Regions from separate parts of the Mus musculus genome. Here region 2 is linked to region 1. Evidence: chromatin contacts called from public promoter capture Hi-C data. All regions are on one chromosome and are shown on one strand. Each heading gives the region's core, a stretch centred on a gene start, on an enhancer-like site or on the middle of the called end of the contact. The rest is flanking DNA. Distances are from core to core; before and after follow the strand shown. Region 1 holds the start of A730020M07Rik (RIKEN cDNA A730020M07 gene). Region 2 overlaps Abcd3 (ATP-binding cassette, sub-family D (ALD), member 3).

Region 1 (3,486 bases), core at 579-3,078:
TTACAAAAGATCTAACTTTTGACGGTGGGTTTTCGGATGCTGTAATCTCAGATGGATGTAGAGCACATCAGTCCAGCCCTTGATATCAGCATCCTTGAGCACCCCTCAGCTCCCAGTTGGGCTGTACTCAGACACCAGTACAAGGTCTCCTGGGAGCACTCCCTGTGGTCAGAACAGCACAGGCTTTGCCCAATGGTGTTCTTATCCCCCTCAGATCTCAAAGGACTAGAAGAAAGGCAAAGAATTAGAGTACCCATTACTATATGCTATATACTTACCAACATACGCAATATTACCAATTTGCTGTTCGGACAAGTTATCCTGACTTAGCTTGTATCTGTGGGGGTGAAAAGCAAAGATTTGTTTTATGCTGCTATGACAAGACACCTGATGCTGAAAACCTTTAGAAGCAAAAGGGGTCTAGTTAGCTCAGAGTTTGGAAGACTGGAAATCCTAGGACAAGCAGTTCTATGTGTTTGCCTCTGGGGAGGGCCTTCTGGCTAAGTCATTCAGTGATAAGTGACACCTCTGGTTAGAAGAGTGTGTGGGAGCAGCAGTAGTAGTGTGTGCAGAGAGGATCAAGCCATGAGAGAAGCCGTGAGAGCTCACATGGGGTTCACACTCGCCTCTGCACAGCAAGTCACTCTTGTTGAAGATTCTCTGCTTCCTCTAGTTCTAATCCTCTACGCCCCACTTCCTGAATACCTACCACTTTTCAGTATGGTTGCACTGGATGGGAGGTTTTGGGAGACACTATCCCATCCAAAGCCAGGATTCATCGCTGTGCCCCCAGGCCTGTTGTCTTTATTTGCTTTGCAACAATTAATAATAAATGTCAAAGAAAGGCAAGCAGTCTGTTTAAGTACCCTTCTCATCTCTGTGGCAAAACACTGCCTGAAACATCTTAAAGGAGTCAGGCTTTATTTTCCATCACATTCACAGAAGGTTCTCATGAGTGGTGCTTCTAGACAGTAGGGAGGCAAAGCATCCTGGCAGTGTGAACAACTGGCATGGTCTGTTCCCTTTAAGATACAGAGGATGTGGCCAGAAACTAGGCACAGCCCTCAACCCTTAAAGATGTTAGGGCTCCAGCTCTTCCTACCAGGCCAACTTTTATGGCCACAAGCTGGTGAAAGGGCCTTTGTAGCTGATCTTCCACTATTGGATGAGTGGTGGGGGACTCTCTGGTGTGTCTTCTGGGAGTCCCCAGGATCAGACAAAATCCCCACCTCTGTCACAAGGTCTGTAAACATCCTCATACTTGGATAGCAAAGCGCTGGCATGGTTAGCCTGCTTAATCACTACCCCACCCCTCCGAGGAGAAGGATGATTTCAGCCACTTGAGGAGGGAGAAACAGCCGTGACCTTCCTGCAAGGCTGATGATAACTCACTCCTTATAAGGAGAGGACAAACAAGGGCCCACGCTCAGGGCTCAGGAATGCACCTCTGTGTGTGTTCTTCCCAACTGCGCCCAGTAATTGGACTTTACACCTGAGGGCAGTCTTTTCTGTGGGCAGGAGGATGGGGGACATCCTCCCTTCCCACTGAGGAAGGCAGTAGTGATTACAGGGGGTAATCACAGCCATAAAGAGCCTGAATCAGCACCCCAGTTACACTGAACTTGATGGGAGGACTAAGAAACAAGCTCCCTGTTCACTGTAACGCCGACTTCACAATGATTTACTTATTATTTGACCAAAACAAAGTCAACATACACAGGACCAAAGTCAAACTGAGTTATTAACCACCAGTGACTTTAGCTATTATTCATACGTATGCTCCAGCAGGCATGCACTTAGGGCCAGTTAATATTTCTACTAACTCAGTAACTAAACCATTACGAGAGGCAAGTATTGAAGCTCAGGAAAAAAGGCCATTTTCCTGAGTTCTCTCAGCTGGTAAGTAAGAAACAGCTATGAATCCAACTCTCTCTGACTCCATAACCATCAGAAGCCCCCCAGAGGAGCTACAAACCCCCTAAAGCTCCCAGGAGACCAGGGGCCCCTGGGCTGTGCAGTATGAAGGTTGAGTTTAGCCTCTCCAGTGTGCTTCATGAGGAATTCCCAGAACTTAGGGACCAAATGGTGGGGTGTGTGTGTGTGTGTGTGTGTGTGTGTGTGTGTGTGTGAAGTTTACTTGCAGATATGTGCATATGCATGTATAGGCTGGAGGACAACATTGCCTGTTGTTTCTCAAGACTCACCCACATGTCCCTCAGTGGTGAGTAGGATAGGCTGGCTGGACAAGGAGCCCGGGTGTCTTGCCTGCCGCTGCCTCCCAGAACTGGGATCACAAACGCACAATGCCTCTTTTGGCTTTCATTTTTTTCAAAAGCAGGTTTTGGAAAGTGTCAGGGAATGCTTCTTTACCGCCTTAGCTATGACCCAGCCCTGTATTCCCTGCTAAACTGCCCTCCCTCTAATCACTCTGAAAAATACAGAACCAGAAAGCCAATCGCTGTAGGTTTCTTCTTCACTCAACACTGCAGAGCCCAGCTGCGGGGCCGTCCGAGGTCTTTATGTGAAATGCATCATGTCTCAGCCTCCTTGCGGAGTTGGCCTGCCAGCCTGTCCTCTGGCTGTTCTCACAAGCCACCCATGTTGCACCCTTTGGCTGCCCTCTCCCTATATTCAGTGCATAGTTGTCCAGAAAGTCTGCCCTGCCGTGACCCCCATTCTCTATTCATTGTGAACTTATTGCATATGCGAGACACAGTGCTGAGCTCCTGGGGTCAAGATCTCTGCCCTCTTGGGCAGATGCTCAGGACTGGAGAGAAAATAGCTACTGGTTTATACAATCAATCACTTTGCTGTGATTATATAAGCCCTTTAGAAATTTCAAAATTGCTAAGAGTGTGTCTGATGGAAACAGGGATGCGGGGCCTGCTCAAGGCTAGGATTGAGGAGATGTCTTCTTGGGGAAGAAGAGAAGATAGCCAAGGCTGAGAGAGGGGGAGGGAGAGGAAGGGGGAGGGGGAGGGGAGGGGGAGGGAGAGGAGAGGGAGAGGGAGAGGGAGAGGGAGGTGGCAGAACAAAGTCAAGAGGTCATCAGGAAGGGCCTCTGTGGAGCCACCTTCAGAATTCTACAAACGAGGAGCTTACACTGAAGGGTTTAAGTGGTGAATTGTACAAGTGCAGAAACAGAAGCAATGAATGATGCATGTGCCAATGGATTCTAAATGGTGCTGAGAATTAGCGAGGAGCTACCTATGGGGGCCTTTGGTCTCTCTCTGAAATAAGCTAAGTTGGCAGTAACTGGAAGGTGGGATTTGGGGAGACTCTCATATACGCTGGACTTGAATTCAGTATGGAGCCTAGAATGACCTTGAAGTTCTCAAATTCTCAAATTCCCCTGCCTCAATTTCTGAGGTGCTGAGATGACATACATGAGTCACCAGGCCCATTTATGGGGTGCTGGGGCTCAAACCCCAGCACCGTGTGCACTCCAGGTAAACACTCTACCAACTGAACTGCATTTCTAGGCCC
Region 2 (3,486 bases), core at 321-2,820, 120 kb before region 1:
CACTTGGAGGATGCTGTGGATCAGCAGCCGTAGCAGTACCTGGAAGTTGTTAGAAGTGTGGAATCTTGAACTTTGCAAAGTAAAGCAGCGTATTAACAAACTGTCACGTAACTCAGGTGTGTGAAAGGATGACGTGTGGTGTGCTGTCGAGAGGGTCCGCAAGGGTCTTCTCCACTGGAAGATTGTTGATTGAACTGGGATTGTATTTCTTTAATGGCTTGTTTCTCTTCTTGAGTCCTCTTTAGTAATTTGTATGTGGTTTCCAGTTTTCTAGGCTTAGAGATGTCTGCAGTGTTTCCATGCATAAGGTCATATAGACTGGATTTGGCTTGAAGGCTTCTCCCTGACAATTCTATGTTGTTGCCTTTTTTGATTTTAAGATGTGTGGCTCTGTAAGATACATTCCACTTGAGGGAAGAGAACTTACCTGAGCCTTTGATGGTCATTTAACATTGTACTGGCTATGAGGAAGAGGGCTGGGCCCTTAAGTTTAGAACCTTTAAAAACTGTTGCTTTGGAACCTGTTGCATGCATGGCGCTCATGTAGGTCAGGGGACAGCTGTAGGAGGCAGTTCTCCACCACGTCAGTCCAGGAATTGATTCAGATTGTCAGCCGTGGTGGCAAGTGTCTTGCCCACTAGGGCTTCTTGCAAGCCCAAGACCTTTTTCTAACTACCAAACTGTAAATTTACAAATGACATAAAGCAGCACTTGAGCTCAATGACATTAAAGAGAACGGTGGCTGCTTTGCCGAATCCAAGCCACGAGCATCCGGTGTTTGGATCTTACCATTTAGATTTTACTTTTGTATTTTGGCCTAAGTAATTCTAATACACACTATGCCTACCCTAATCCAATTAAAACATCAGGAATAGAAAAAAAAAAGTCTCAGTAGGCTTTTGATACAGTTGAAATATGAAAGCTGATAATGTGCATATCTTCTTATGCAGCTCCTAATTTGCACATTGGCAGCCAAACTTGTGGCACAGTTTAAGTGGTACTACTTGGTGCCAGCAGAATAATTTAGTCATAAAATTTCGTGACAGAAATTTTCAGAATTTACTTAGGCTAATCTTTTAAGAGTATTATCAAAATGAAAATAAGATTAGGGTCTAGAGAGATGACTCATTGGTTCAAAGCCCTTACAGTTCTACAAGAGGACCTGGGTTCAGTTCACAGAATCCACATGGTGTTTCACAACTGCCTTTAATTCCAGTTCCAAAGGATCTCACACCCTCTTCTAGCCGCCAAGGGCACTGGAGGCTACATGCAGGCTAAGCAGTCACACACATAAAATAAAAATAAATAAATCCTTTTAAAAAATAAAATGAAAGGGGGAGGGGGAGGGATAGGGGTTCCCAGAGGGGAGACCTGGAAAGGGGATAACATTTGAAACGTAAATAAAATAGCCAATAAAAAAAGTGCTGAGAAAAAAATAAATAATACAATGAAACTAAAAAATCATGGTGAAGGTTTGCTGATTCTCCCAAAGGTGAGAGGTGTGTGTTGAGGATCTAAGGCAGTGTCCTCCCAGTCATCTGTGTTGGCTGGGTAACTCCTAGGCAGTGGCTAGGACTCTCCTGGGCCTTAGGACTGTGTTTAGCAGCACTTTTAGTGCTGTCCGTTAGATGGCAGTATTGTTCTCAGCATACCAAAAAAAAAAAAAAAAAAAAGTCTTCAGTCATTACCAGAATGCCCACCAGATATTATATATATTTTATAGATGTATATATAGATGTATATATACATATAATATATTACATATAATATATATATGTGTAAATATATATTATATTATACATATAATATATATATATATATATATATATATATATATATGTAAAAGCTTGCCATTCAGTTGAGAACCACTGATCCAGAACAACTACAGTGATGTTTCTTCAAAAATCTAAAAATCTGAACTGTGTTAGAAATTCTGGACCAAGACTGAAATATTTTTATTATGTTTTATAGTAAGCTTATTGGGTAGCAAAACCTAATCCAAACTTTGAAGATTTTTTTTTACAACTTTTTGTCTCATTTGCGTCAGTATTTGTATACATTACTGAAGACACATGCAGAATTCTGCTTAGAACCTTCTAGAAGCAATGGAATAATTACTCCCAACTCTGAACCCCAAGACATAATTCCAAGATGAGACTACAGTAGGGAACTGCACATCTGGAAGCAGTGACTTCCTGACTTTAATCTTTTGCTGTCCGTATCTTACCATTTCATAATAAATCAAATGTAGGGTATGTTTTATCGTTAATTCTTCACTGTAGCCACTGAACGTGGTATCTAAGAACTTAGAAGCATGTGTTTGCGGCTTGCCATCCCGATGTGACATAACCCTCTCTTTGAATCTTTGAATTAGGTTGGCATCACCCTCTTTACCGTTTCACACAGAAAGTCCCTTTGGAAGCACCACGAGGTTTGTATTTCTTCCCTTGTACGGAGTGATGAATTTTATGAATCTTATGTAAATATGTGAATTTTGTTGACTGATTTTAGATTTCATGGTCACGTCACCATGTGGGCATACATTTTATGGAAAAGGGTGGTTTGAGCTTTACAGTATACAGTGGGACTTGATTTGGTATTATTGTTGTCAGTTTTGGAAGCGAGAATGTATATAACAATCTCTAGCTCTACTGAGATTAGAGAGCAGTTAGGTCTCTAGTGTCATAAGTGACTGCTGTGTAATAGCGATGGGTAAATGAGCTGTGTCGTTACCATTCAGGTTTGACAGAAGAGCAGAAAGTCTTAACAATTAGATGGCAAAATTTTGTTAGCATTTTCAGTAGCGGTCAGGACTATAAGGGAAAGATAGCATAATGCCAGCCATGTTTGTAGTATAATAAAATAGGATCTGTTAGATAGTCCCAGCCACTTACCAGACACCGTGCTGAAGTTCGAAGTAGTACAGGAAGTGCTATAGATTCTGGGTAGTGTCCTCAAGGTTAGTGGGGGAATGTCGAGAATAGAGCTCTTTTCTTCTCTCTGATTCTCTTATCTTTCCTTTTCAAACTTTGCTATTCCCTCCCTCCCCTCTCCTACCCTCCCCCTTTTCCTCCCCTCCTCCTTCCCTGTGCTGGATCCAGCCCTAGGCCTCATGTGTGTAAGAACAGCCACCGTGTAAGGGAAAGGAACACGAAGCAGCTAAAAAATAGCAAACAGAAAATAAACAGAAAACATATCTTTATATATAGACACTCACTAACTAGAAACAGAAGGCTTTGTTCTGTGTCTTTGGGGGCACACGTATAACTCCTTCACGTCTCTGCTGAACCTAAACAAGAGTCTTTCAAGTGGAGAGTGGTAGCTGACCATGAAGCAGTCAGTGCTGCACTGGTGAGCCACCCAGGCTCTGGCACCGGTCATCCTAGTAGCTCTGAGCTGCAATTCAGAGCTGTGAAAGCATCTTCTTTTGTGGGATGCCTGTGCATTGACTAGAAACGTGCAAAAGTCTGTTTTAGTTCTCCGAAA

Evidence for each region. Promoter capture Hi-C pulls out the DNA fragments that hold promoters and counts their contacts.
Region 2: a promoter capture Hi-C map of the 3T3-L1 cell line shows a contact between it and region 1, with 5 times the contacts expected there. The contact joins the enhancer-like site here to the promoter of A730020M07Rik in region 1. A contact is called at or near these places in 5 of 39 promoter capture datasets (the 3T3-L1 cell line, 3T3-L1-derived adipocytes, cranial neural crest and 2 more), 1 of 15 datasets of contacts at CTCF or cohesin (the NIH/3T3 cell line), 15 of 484 Hi-C or Micro-C datasets (3T3-L1-derived adipocytes, the HL-1 cell line, Sertoli cells and 12 more) and 4 of 115 datasets of contacts at active chromatin or transcription factors (astrocytes, cardiomyocytes, neural progenitor cells and 1 more).

What each region holds. Positions count from the first base shown.
Region 1 is chr3:121,644,795-121,648,280 of GRCm38.p6, reverse strand. A730020M07Rik (RIKEN cDNA A730020M07 gene) reads left to right here and starts at 1,828. Exons shown (of 3, transcript NR_036458.1): 1 at 1,828-1,899.
Region 2 is chr3:121,760,360-121,763,845 of GRCm38.p6, reverse strand. It overlaps Abcd3 (ATP-binding cassette, sub-family D (ALD), member 3), which reads left to right. Exons shown (of 23, transcript NM_008991.3): 22 at 2,375-2,431. Among named protein-coding and RNA genes, the nearest start is that of F3, 39 kb to the right of the region's middle. Within about 2 kb of position 1,570, at least 19 of the 459 cell types and tissues checked have an H3K27ac peak or open chromatin away from gene starts, as enhancers often do.